Linked DNA regions of Mus musculus: region 2 is linked to region 1. Evidence: chromatin contacts called from public promoter capture Hi-C data. All regions are on one chromosome and are shown on one strand. Each heading gives the region's core, a stretch centred on a gene start, on an enhancer-like site or on the middle of the called end of the contact. The rest is flanking DNA. Distances are from core to core; before and after follow the strand shown. Region 1 overlaps Srgap2 (SLIT-ROBO Rho GTPase activating protein 2). Region 2 overlaps Ctse (cathepsin E).

What was found. Capture Hi-C pulls out chosen DNA fragments and counts their contacts.
Region 2: a contact with region 1 is called in a promoter capture Hi-C map of adipose tissue. The contact joins two enhancer-like sites. A contact is called at or near these places in 1 of 484 Hi-C or Micro-C datasets (cardiomyocytes) and 3 of 9 other capture datasets (adipose tissue, liver and pancreatic islet).

Annotation. Positions count from the first base shown.
Region 1 is chr1:131,343,960-131,350,487 of GRCm38.p6, forward strand. Srgap2 (SLIT-ROBO Rho GTPase activating protein 2) reads right to left here. Exons shown (of 23, transcript NM_001081011.2): 8 at 5,493-5,717; 9 at 1,803-1,904; 10 at 390-587. All of the region lies in intron 1 of Gm51644 (a long non-coding RNA gene), which reads left to right. Among named protein-coding and RNA genes, the nearest start is that of Ikbke, 68 kb to the left of the region's middle. Within about 2 kb of position 3,577, at least 35 of the 459 cell types and tissues checked have an H3K27ac peak or open chromatin away from gene starts, as enhancers often do. A contact at or near this core is called in adipose tissue, where this site is marked.
Region 2 is chr1:131,654,439-131,660,912 of GRCm38.p6, forward strand. All of the region lies in intron 1 of Ctse (cathepsin E), which reads left to right. Among named protein-coding and RNA genes, the nearest start is that of Ctse, 19 kb to the left of the region's middle. Within about 2 kb of position 3,788, at least 181 of the 459 cell types and tissues checked have an H3K27ac peak or open chromatin away from gene starts, as enhancers often do. A contact at or near this core is called in adipose tissue, where this site is marked.

The sequences.
Region 1 (6,528 bases), core at 2,327-4,826:
AATCACTTAGGAGAGACTTTAAATTTCTTAAAACAATATACATATTGGCAAAGATATTTGAATATAGTTCTCAAAAACCAATAAACTTAATTCCCTTGCCATGATCTCTTGTGAGTGAGAGGGCTTCTATACTAGCTGGTTAAAAGTTTCCCTGATTTTTTTCTAAGTGATTTCTTTAGGAGCATCCCTTTCTTTGAGGGCCCCAGAAGACACATAGAACTTGTAGATGTTTTTGCTTTAAGTGTCAAGGTGGTGTCCAAGTATGCCAGGCTCAAATCTTGTGCATTTAAAGCTTGCTTTTCAGACAGTTGGCAAAAACTCTTGATTCCAAAGCTCCTGTGGGCGTCAGTGTCTACTGATGTTCTTATAAGGCCAAAGAGTGCCCTTACCGTGAAATAAAACTGTTCCGTCTCTTGCTGGTTCGCTCTCCTCTTAGCAATGCTGGGCTTGCTCATGAATGTTTCAGAGACAGTTGATTTGACAGACTCCATGGAATTGCTATACTGGAAGCAGTCAGATACATCAAAATCCTCAACAGTCACAATGTCTTGAATGGTCTGCAGGGTGGCCTCCATTGTCTTTTTCACCTATAACCATAATGGCCAAAATAATCATGAGAAGCAGGCTTTAAAATGGCAGGTGATAGAGCAACTAGGAGGAGCTTGAGAGGAGGAATGTCTCTCTTCCCAAGAGAGGGGTAGGAAGGAAGGATGCCAGCAGATCACAGCTGCACTTCTCACTGAACAGTACTGAGTGATTGAGTGATGAACATCACAGGAACCCAGTTTCAGCTCACTGCTCTCTCCAGCAAACACCTAAACTCCACTCTTTCTCTGCTGTGTACCTTTTATGTAATGTTTACTTTCTTCAAAGAGACTTATCGTATGTGTAGATGTTTTGCCTGCATGTGAGTGTGTCATGTGATGCCTGGTTCCTGTGGAGGCCAGAAGAGGGGGTTGGAGTTGCTGGAATTAAAGGTAGGGATGGCTGTGAGCCACCATGCAGGTGCTGAAGCCAAGCCTGCGTCCTCTGCAAGAGCAACCAGTGTTTTTAACCTATTTCTTTATTATAATGAAAGTGCAAAGGGAAACAGAATAACATAATTGCAAAACAGTATTTCCAACATACTGGAGCTGATGAAAATATGTGATAGATCCTGTCCTTCAATGTTCCTGGCACTGTTTCGTGACCTTCAATCAATGAATGGGTTTGCTTTCCTATTTGCAAACTAAGTGACCCAACCCTACTTCTTAGTAAAATTAAGACTTACTAAAATACAAGAAAAAGCCATCTGAGCTCAATGGAAACCTGGATTACCTTTTTAAACTGGATTGTTTTTAAACTTTTAAAAATTGCCTTTTTAAACTGGATATTAAAAGAAAATATTCTGTGTTTAGAAAAAAAAAAGTCACCCTCCTGTAAGAGGAGAGAGATGTCTGAAGTGTCAAAGTCAAAAGGTTTCTTTTTGAAAATGCTGGAAAAAGCCAGTCATGAGTGGGTCATTTCAGAGACTTGATATTGTTCCCACAGTGGCCAAGTGCCACTTTGATTAAATGTGTAGTGGGGAGGGGCATTTTGTAAAAGCCTAAAATAGAGCACAACCTTTGGCAATGTACGAACAACTTCCTGAATTTCAAGGGCAGGATGTAGCAGCAGGGAAAGCGCTAGCCTCTATTTGGCCAGGAAATCTCTGCAATAGCCTGGACATTCTCTGCATGCTCCTTCTACTTGCCCCTGATGGACAGCCATAAGTAGTTCAACAAGGAAACAGTGGCTCCGAGCTTCCTAGGAAGGAAACACACCTCTTCATTCTCAATCTTCAAAGTGGATAAGCGAGACTGCAGCTGTTGGCATCTCTGCACCAGCTCACTCTGGACAGGCTGCTGGGCACAGAGTTGAGAGGCCTGTCAGAAAAAGCAACAGAAGGTCAGGAAGAGGACATATATCTTTTGAGGACTCCAGAGTTCTCACTACTGCTCAAAACAATTTACATTGTATTGCATCCCAACTACTGGAAGGCTTGCAGTTTCTATGAGCAAAAAAAAAAAAAAAAAAAGTATGCATGTGAACTTCTAGACCAAAGGATATGTGAAAGGGGAGGAGAATCTATTTGGAAAGACTGTTTCTCTCTTTGTAACTCAAAGGCAGGCAGGTGGTTGGCAGGGTAGGTCTAGCAGCAGCTGCTGATTCAGGGAATTCTGAGGAGGCTAGACAAGAGTGTTTCAAGAAGCCCTTGGTTCAGAAACCCAACACTTTGGCACAGTGAAGTTCCTGCCAAAGGTCCAAGTGGTCACCTCTCTGGCTCTTCCCTCCTCCCACTTCATACACTAGAGTTAAAAAGCAGGAGAGAAGTGGGCCAAGAAGCTAACTTGCTGCTGCTGGCAGCATGTATGTTTATAAATCTGGGTCATGCACGAGAGCTTTGAGCCAATGGGAAAGAGTTTATGTGAATTTGGGAGCAAGTTCATAAGCTCAAGTTAGAGAGCCCCAGAGGGCATGAGATCTGACAGGAGGAACTTGATATCTTTAAATAGCCATCATTGTATCCCACTAGGTGTGAGATCCCCTGTACCCCCATCCCCAATTAACCAACTCTATCTTCTGTGAAGGAACAGCTGACGTAGAGTCTATAGATAAAGGTGAGGCTATGGTATGAGGTAATCCGATCTCCTGGATGACGGATGACAGGCAGAAGGCTAGGAAGTGAAGGATAGGACCCATGTGGAGGAAGTGCCTGTCACTTTATTATCAAGTGTCCTTTAGCTCTTACCAGAAGAGACATATGGATAGAATTTGGCTCTGTTATCCTCAGCAAAGACTGAGTATATTCATATATTTGTAAACCACTCTCTTACTCAAAAAAAAATAAAACTTCTCTTTAAATGGAGGAGACTGGAAATTGACCTTTTTCCCCTTTGGTATTTAAGATTCCAACTGATTTGATCTCTTCTTCATCTGAGAGGCTTGTTCAAGATTTGGAGCTGATTTCACTATGGCTTTTAGAAGTAGACATAATGGAGAAAGCTTGTTGGCCAGATGGGTTACTGCCAAGAATGAAATTTCTGTTTCTGGCCCTGATGTCACCAGTTGTGCATCCAGTGCCCTCAAACCTCTGGGTGCACCAAGAGTTGAAACAGGCACCAAGTCCTAGTGCATCCAAGAGCAGCTGCCATCTGCCATATCTGCAGTCCGAGAACACCAGTGTAGCTAATTCCAGAGCTTCCATTAAAATGCTACCTGAACTTTGGCCCCATTTAAAGGACTTCCAGGCAGCTCCTTTCTTCTGCCTACAAATATCCCACAATGAGGCAGAATGCCTGTTAGCAGGATGCAAGAATAACTTGACATCTCATCTCTAAGCCAGAATGGGAAATTCTGGCCCCTTTTCTGGCCAAGCCATGAATCAGCTGTATCACATACTGGGCAAAAGAATGAACTATTATTTTTTAAAGTCACCCTGGCCTAGAATGGAAGAATTAGAGAAAAAAAAATGTCTCCAATCCTGTTTCTTTAAGGAGCAGCAAAGCTGCTGATGCATGCTTTGTCAGTGATCTCTAGCCAGGATGCAAGGTAATGCACTCCATCTGTGCTTTAGAGTATGGAAATGTGGTTCTGACTGGGCAAGGAGGGGGACTGAGTACCCATCATTTGGATTCCCATTTATGGAGACATGCTGTTTGGCTCAGAAGAGAACTCAGATAACACCAGAAAATCAACCAATCCACTCAGATAGTCCCAAGTTCCATTTATTCAGAGGAAGGAATCTCAATGGCAGCTGGAGAATGGGTTTAGAAGACAACTATAAACAGAAATCAAAGCAGGTGAGGAATGGGGCTTCCTGGAGGTTGGTGATGCCCCCTCCTAACTGTAACACGATGCTGTCTTAGTTTTCCATCGGTCTAGATGCTGACATCTACTCAGCCACAGCAATGGAAACAAACTGTAATGGGTTAGGTTTTCCCCAAGAAGAAGAGGAGAGAAACCACTTCATATTTTATATATAAAACAGAGAAGTACCACTCCACTGTGGTCAGTCTATGACAGTAAACTGTCTGATTAGCATACTATTGATTATCAGGCTAGAGCAAGGTTTCTAAAGAGTCTAGATTCTAATCCAGGCAAGCACTACTCCTGGCAAGAGTACCTTGCAGATTTGTGGTGTCCTCTCATCTACTCCTTGTGGTCTCACTAACTACTGTGGGGAGCTGAGGTAGCTTTTGAGAGAGTCTAAAAGAGTGGATGAAGTCCTGAATGAATGTGTATTGTTGACAAGGGCATGGTCATGTCAAGGACCAATGCCATACTCTCCATCCAAGCTAGCAGAACCTACCCGACCCCAGCTTTTCTGTACATGTGCCTGCTTTTCTTCATTCCCTGGTCACCCCAGTCAGGTCTCTAGGACACAGCTACTTGGGACAGGGTGGAATATTCTCTGGGAGAACCATCCACCCTACAGCTCAGGACAGCTGGATTAGATGGAACATGAACCTAGGCTCAAGGATAAGCATATCAGTTAAAATCAAAGAGATATACTACAGGGTCTGAAAGAATAGAACAGTTTATCTGACAGGAAACACCCTCTCCTTCAGATGTAATAAAACTATATACAACTCTAGTGTGGGGTATTGGGCTACACACAGACAGTCTGGTTTCCAGTCGAGTTGAGGTCTGAACCCTAGGACCAGGTGGTGATAATTCACCTACATGGGACGGAAGGAGTTCTCTCATATCTCCTGGACTCAAGGCTCCTGTCGAAGTTACCATCCCCTCAGACCCCACAGAAGAAGCATGGTTAGTAGTCTCATAGGCAATGTCTCAGTCCCAAGCTTCTGACCTTCAGGCTAAACTCCTCCCCAGTTACCTAGCAACAGTAAAGATAACAGCATACCATAAGAGGGGCTGTTTGGCCCCTCCTCACTCTCTTGCTTTCTTGCTCTTACTCCCCTTACTCTTACTCTCTCCTTGTCCTCTCCTCTCCTCTCCTTTCCTCTCACTCTCTTCTTCTTCCTCTCTAGCCTTTCTTCTCTCTCTCATTTTCCCCCTTCTCTCCTCTTGGCCATGGCTGGTCTCTCTCTCTCTCTCTCTCTCTCTCTCTCTCTCTCTCTCTCTCTCTCTCTCTCTTTTACCTTCTCTCCTTTCTCCCTGCCTTTCTACAATAAAACTCTAAAACCACCGGACTGTCTCTGTTCATCAAGGCCTGCTGCGCTTACTCTCACCTGTGTGGGAACCTCTCTCCCTCTACCCTCTCCCTCACCCCCTCCCCTTGTTCATCCCCAGTCCAGTGGGGCCAGTGGGTTAGATGCCCACCCGGGGCCAAGTGGAAAGCATCTGGCAGCCCTCCCACGTCTGCCTGTCCAGAGCATAGGAGGAACTATGGCCAGACGTGGGCTATCCTCCCTCCCTCCTCTTTCCTCACACCCCCTTTTAGTTCCCACACTCTAGTACATTCAAGTCCCTTTGGGGGAAATGTACAATATAGGGAATGGCCTTACCATATCTCCCATGTGGGGCTGGAATTCAAATTTCATAGGGGGGCAAAAAACATTGTTGTACATCTCCATGAGCCGTTGCTTGTCACTGGTGGCATCTAGGTTTTCTACTGCATTTTCAATAGCATCCAGACCTTCATGTTTTGACTGTTCCAGATTTAATTCAGCAGATAGGAAAGTGCGTAGAGCCCGGTTCAGGCTAGCATGGTAGCCTAGGTCACAACATTGCTGTGGGAAGGAGAAGGCACATAAGCACACCACAGACATCTCAAGGTCTGACAAGAAGGGAAGTGGTCTTGGGGTAGATCTGACCATATCAAGGTGACTGACTGTAACAGGAAGGAAGCTGAGATTACAATGTCAAAACCTGGGTAAGATTCCTTAGTTCTTGCTCCCTAGTTCACTGGTTAGCACACCATGCAGGGCACTAAGGTGGTTAGACAGAAGAAGATTCATAAAAAACAATGATAAGAGTTAACCAAATGATGTTTCATAAAAATGAGAATGTCCACAAGTTAGAGAATTCCGTTCTGTTTTCTGGTTTGTCTGGGGAATGCCATAACAACAAAATTCAACAACAATAATAATACTGCCTGCTATGATTCTCTGAGGGTTCCTGTGGTTAGAAGTCACTACATAGCAAGCTTTCCAGGCCAATGGAGCAGCCAGGAGTCAAAAATCTGGAGTGCTGTACCAGCAGTAAATTCACATATACTCAACTCTAGGTAGGTGGGAGAAGGAGAGAACAGAAGGTTGGTTGAGTCATGACATTAACTTTCAGTGATCTGGGACAAGCCTGAGCTGAAGAAAGCTAAACCACAAAGTCCTAAATATAAGTGTAACTGGGAAGATTCTTATCATGCTTTTGATTTTCAACAACAAAAATGAAAAGAAGAAAATGAAAGAGGCAATTGTAGGGGTTGGGGAATGTAGGTCAACTGGAAAGGGGTGTGTCTAGCATGCATGGAGACTTAGGTTTGATTCCCCCAGCACTGTGTAAACGGACTGTGGGGAAGCAGACTGGTAATCTCAGGCACTC
Region 2 (6,474 bases), core at 2,538-5,037, 310 kb after region 1:
TTTCTTCTGTGCCATCAGGAAGGCAGGTGGCAGCTTCGGGAGCCCCCAAGAGAAGTACAAGTCAGCAAAAGCTGACTGAGCAATCAGCATTTATTAAGTGCTTACTGTATGCTCCCTGCTTTGAAAGACTCTAGGTCTAAACAGAGATTCACATAAACTTCCCTTGGCAATTTCCAAAAATGCTGGCGTTCTTGGGACTCTCTTGTCATCCGGATTAAGGGCATTTTTGTCTTTTTTTTTTCCTCAGGCATGGCTCCTATAGTTCGTAGTGTCTTGGAAGTTGGAAGCTACCAAAAATAAGCATGAGCAAAATAAAAAGACCTTTGATTCTGTTATATTGACCCAAACTGTTACCTTTGAGGTTATATTTTTTTAATTTAGATTTATTTATTTTATAGTGTGCGTGTTGTATGTATGTATGTATGTATGTGTGTGTGTGTGTGTGTGTGTGTGTGTGTGTGTGTATGTGCACCACCTGTGTGCCTGTGAAGGTCAGGACGGGGCACTAATCCCTTGGACCTGGAGTTACAGGCACTTGGCCGACATAGGTGCTCAGGGCTGAGCTTGTGTCCTGAGTTCTCAGTTGCTCTTCAGCCCAGGGGCTTTGTCTTCATACAACAATTTCCACTCTTGCTTTCAGCTGTACGGTGCTAGACACGGCTCTAGACTACCTTTGGGTAAGCACTGAGCAGCAGGCACGCACCAGCTACTGATAGAAATGCTAACAGACAGATTTCCAGAGCTTTGCAAACAGTGGATTCCAACCCTTTTCCTACCCCACATGAGAACCAGGGATCAAAGGGAGAAACATAAAAGATGTGTTCCCTAGCCCACTTTAATTTTCATTTTCTATTTTATTTTTATTTATTTATTTACTTATTCTTGAAACACAGTTTCTCTACATAGCCCTGGCTGTTCCAGAACTCACATGTAGACAGGTACATTAAACAAACAACAACAACAAACTCTTCAAACCCAAAAGATTAGTAGTGACTGAATCTGTAACTTGGCCTAATTGACCAAAATCATCTTTACTTGACATAAAACTCATTGAGAAGAAATAATGACTTTGGGATATTTAAATTTACCCTCCAGAGATCTGGAACAAGAAATTGTAACACATTTGGAAATTTTATCCCTATGGCCCTTCTTAGTAGCCACCAGCAGATACGTAAAGAAACATGGGTGTGGTCCGCAATGGGGAACAGGTGTAAGGGCTCAGCCTTTGAGTCTGCTGCAGCTGTAAAACACCCTGCTGAACTTGGTGTACTCTAAAGAGGGAACAGGCCATCAAAGCCATGAAGAGGGGCCCCAAGGGCCACCCACTTGGATGCCACTTTAATGAAGCAGCTACCTGGCAGGTTCAGTAAGCAGGCCGACCCTGTGCCAGGCTTCTCAGCAGATAGCAGGGCTCTCGAGTTGTTCTACTTGTCAGTTGTCAAAACCCAGATCACAGCTTTTAAGGGCATTCCAGCAAGAATCCATCTGGAAGCCGCCTCCTGAGTAAGCAGCTATCAGAAGCCCCTAATGAACTTGAGGTTTTCTGCCCACCATGTAACACGAATCATGCTACCCAGAATGTAGTGCCAAACACATTCTACAACATTAGGGACATGAAGAAACAGCAGGTTTTCAGGTTTGGGTACCTGATTTTCATTTTTTGGTGCTAGGGATCGAACCTGGGGCCTTGGGCATGCTTGGTAAGTACCCAACCACTGAACTGTAGTCCCAACCCCACCTTTCCATTTTTCATTTGGATACAGGGTCCGATTAAGTAACCAGCAGGCCTTGATCTTTCTATATTCCTGTCTCAGCTCCTCAAATAGCTGGACTACCAGCTCACAACACCAGGTTGCTGCTGTTTATAAAATTTATTTATTGGGAGAAGGGGTAGTACACACCCATGCCACAGTGCTTGTGTGGAGGTCAGAGGGTAATTTGAGGGAATCAGTTCCCTCTTTGCGCTATGTAGGACCTGGGAACTGAACTCAGGTCCTCGGGCTAAGCAGCAATAACTTTCACCTATTTGGCTACCTCATATACCCTACCACATCGTTTTTTGTTATTGTTTAACATATTCTTATTGAGAAAAACTTTCTCTAATTCTAGTGGTAAAGAATTAGGGACCAAATGTGATTCCCCACTCAACAGTACGACCACAAATTGTAAAGGTTTTTTTTTGTCTCCAGAGGTGGGAAGTTATTTGTCCCAGGCTTAGTAAGCTAGGGATGGTGCAGGACTAGAAGGTGAGCCAGTGCTCTCAGACCCCAACTAGCTGCTTCCCCACCGTCTCAAACTCTTCGACACTTTAGGTTCTTCTTCCCAATCCAGATGCAGGCATAGCAGATGTACCAATAGCGGGAGAGGCAGTGCAGACTCAAATGCAAAACGGAGCCACATGTTTGCGTTTGGACCCTCTAGTGGTATGGCTACTGGAGTTTTCTGAACATCAGTTTCTTCATTTGAAAAAGTAGAGCAAACAATGCCTTGGAGATATATTTATCTTAACAACATTGCACAGGCACACCTGGTAGCCCAGATGATCTATTAAAGATACCTGCCCCCAGGTACTGGAATTACAGGGGCTGGCAAGATGGCTCAGCGCTTAAAGGTGCTTGCTGCCAAGCCTTATTGATGACTTGAGTTTGATCCTTGCTACCCACATAGTGGAAGGAAAAATCCAACTTCCTCAAGCCAGACGTCTACAAGCAAGCTAAGGCATATATGGACATCACACACAAACACACAGACACACGTACACACATACACACACACACACACACACACACACACACTAATAAATAAATGAATAAATGAATAAATAAATAAATAAATACATGAATTTTAAAAAGAATGACCGTAAGCTATCTAGGTGAACAAGTGAGTACTTCCTTTACGGGATGAAGGAAGAGGACTCTGTTTACTAAGGGGTATGTCAGATAATTTTGATTGACAGCTTCAATTACATAAAGCCTTTGCTCACTATGCGTGTCTCTTCCCATAATGCATCTAATGTTAATCATATGTATGCCCAACTATGCATAAACATAAGAAGGTAAATAATTTTTTTCCCAAAAGTTCACTCAGAGGGCACAACTTGCCTTATTGCACCTCACTGATTTGACTTTGAAGTGAAAACTCAAAGCCCACTCCCACCCCCCAGTGACACACCTCCTTCAACAAAGCCACACTTAATCCTCCCTAAAAAATCTGCCAGCTGGGGACCAGACATTTAAATACATAAGCCTATGGTTACCTTGATGTTTAAGGTTAGTTAGACAACGCTGAGATACCTACACCTGAATTGTGCCTACTGAAAAATAGAGGGGCCTCAGTGATCCTTTTTCTGAAATTAGATAAGCGAGATTATGCACCCCAGCCTGTAAATAAATAACCGATGTCTGCCAAGACCTCCATTTGGAGGCTTTTCCACAGGGGAGTTTGTTGAATCTAATCAGATGCCTGTCTCAGCATCTTGAAACAGACATAATCTTAATCGCTCTTTTGAATGTGATTTTCTCCTGTAGATGGCCCTCCCTCCCTGACTCAGATAGCATCTCACTGTGTAACTCTGGCTGGCCTGCAGCTTGCTATGTAAACCAGACTGCCCTCATACTTGCAGCAGATCCACAGGGGTGCTCCACCATGTCCTGCACACACTTCCTCTTTTATAACTGAAGAATCTGAAACTCAAAAAAAAAAAAAAAATCACAAGCCGTTTGGTAGGACTCAAACGCTGCTTTGTCTACATTCAAGCCTGTAAGTCACTGTGCAAGAAGGATGGCACGCATGCGCGTGCTGGCAGGTCGCGGAAGCATCGGGCAGGAAACCTCCATGGTGCCTGCGCCCTCTACTGGCGACGCTGCTCAATTTCTGGTCTAAAAACCAATGTCCCAGAATACAACTGGTGGTGGTTGTAGTAATAACTCAAATTGACTGAGTTCGTGACATGGGGAGATGCTGGGGAGGTCAGAGTCTTCTGATTTCCAGTTGCACGAGAATGGGCGTCTTGGGAAAAAAAAACAAAGAAAACAAAGCTGTGCAAAAAATGTGTTTCCTGCCAAGTTCTCTGTTTCTGCATTAGACAGATGAAGGAGTAGTTTTGCTTTTTTCATAATTCAGAGAGGTTTGCAGATGTAATTTTTGCACCTACAAGAAATACAGTAGTGAGTCTTCCTGAGCATTTTATTGAAGGCAAGACAAAGAATAGTTTTAAAAACACATAATGAGGAGACACATACTGGGTACCTTGGGTATGCAGTGAGACCATGTCTCAAAGAACAAGCACATCTTTATGAACGTGAATGAGAACATTTGTTACCACACCAGGCCCTGTACATACCTTTTATTCTTCCAACCTTGCAAAACATCTGCCATGGCAGAAATTAATCTCTCCCTCTTTCTTTAGCTTCTCTATCTCCCTCTTTCAGAAAGGGGTTCTAGAACATAAGACCCTCTAGAAGAGTGGTTCTCAACCTCCCTAATGTTGGGACCCCTTAATATAGTTTCTTGTGTTGTGGTGACCCCCAACCATAAAATTCTTTTTCATTATCATTTCATAATTGTAATTTTCCTGCTGTTAGAAATCATGGTGTTATGAATTACAACGTAAATATCTGATATGCAGATGTATGGCTCCTAAAGGGGTTAAGAACCCCTACTCTGGATCCTTTAGTACAGTGCCATGGTTAGGAACATCAGCTTTAAAGTTAGGCCAACCTGGGTTTGGAATGGGGTTACAGCACTGGCACGGGAGCCATCCTGGGTCTCCATTTCCTCACGTGTGAAACGGCTTTAAATATCCTCGAAGGATTGGCGTGAGGTCTGAAGAAATACTTCTAAGTCCTTTAACATAGCATCTGAGACACAGCTACGCCCTCCCCACTGTCTCTTGTTCTCATTATTCAATTTAACCTCTTCATTTTAGACATGAGGACATGAAGTTCTGAAAGAAATTGCTTTATGGCCAGGTGGTCAGTTAGGGCAAAACTAGGTGGATCCAAGCATCCTGGGCCAGTCTCTCTATGCCTTGCCACCTACTGCACAGTGGATTTTCCTTTATCCCTCGGCTCTGAGCAGAAAGAGGTTAGGACATTTTCTTAACTCCTTGTCAGGGTCATTTTGAGCTGATGCTATTGCCAGAGATGGAGACAGGGGCTCCTGGAGTGTAGCTCCCTGCCATAAGGAGCCAGCATGTATCCCACACCAGACCAGCTGACTCCCATATAGCACTGTGCAGCTGCCCCTGTCATTATTTTATCCTTGTCAATCTGAAACTATAAAAAGAGAAGCTAATTAGGTAATGTCACGTGTCACCACCAACAGCTTCCCCACATTCTGGGAACTGTCAAACCTCTGCATGCAGCCAGCCATTCCTGGAGAGCCCTCTTGTCGAGGCTCCTTTGCACGTGCTGAGACTGGATGGCTGCCTACATTGTGTCCTTTGCCCCATGTGCCAATTTCTAATGTTCTCTATGATTTTTCCCAGAGGTCTCACACACACATAGACCCTCAAATGCTTAGGGGCTTTTGATCCAGAAATGGCTCGCACCATCCTTAACAATGGTCCACAGTAGTTTTCCGTTTCAGTCTGGGAGGATCCAGTGAGCCAGGTTAGGTGAGGTTCCTGGTGTTTCCAGAAAGGACAGAGCCCATCAGCTCTGATAAAAGTCCCTACAGGCCTGCTATCAATCTTTCTCAGACTTTCCCAAGCTCAGCAGACCCTATTAACAGACAGGCAGACTGAGTCTTCCTCCTCAGGGTCAAGTAACTCATAGTTGCCCAGGTCTCATTTAAACATGGTCTAACCTAACCCTACACATTTAATAAACAGATGGGGCAAGGTCAGAGATGGAGAAGGAGAGGCTTAGGTATGCTGGCATCAATAGCTCAGTGATGTATGCAGAAAGAGCCCTGGACTAGCAGTTAAGAAGCCTGGGTCACCCTAGCCCAGCCCTAATGACCTGTGCCATTGGAGATCACTTGAGCTCTCGCTGACCATGTTCCCATCTGCTGTGCAAGTGGATTGGTCTTGAGGACCTGGAGGCACTCTTCCAGCCCAAGGTTTTCTCAGTGACCGTATCCTGACCATGGGATGTGTTAAAGTGTTTTCAGTGTGTCCACATTCCTTGTTTTTTGCACTTAACCTTCCTAAAAACCCAGATGCTGTTGCTGAGGTGTCTGGTCAGGCAACTGTGAGCAACCATGACAGAGCTTGGTTCTGGACAAGTGACGAGCCCCCCTCCAGCGTGCTGTTCTTCAGGGAGCAGACAGGCCCCTCACCCTTGTGGGCAGTCAGAGGATGGGCTCCCAGGAAACGTAAATGCTAGAGAGGTGTGGTGGCTTTGGGGACAAGGAAAGTCAGTTTTGCATTTCCCTCCTTTTTTGGGTGTTTCTTCAATAATTTGGATCTCACAACAGGTTCGGCCTGGCTTCAGACCCAATTTTGGCTTCTCTGGCATCAGAGATAAAAGG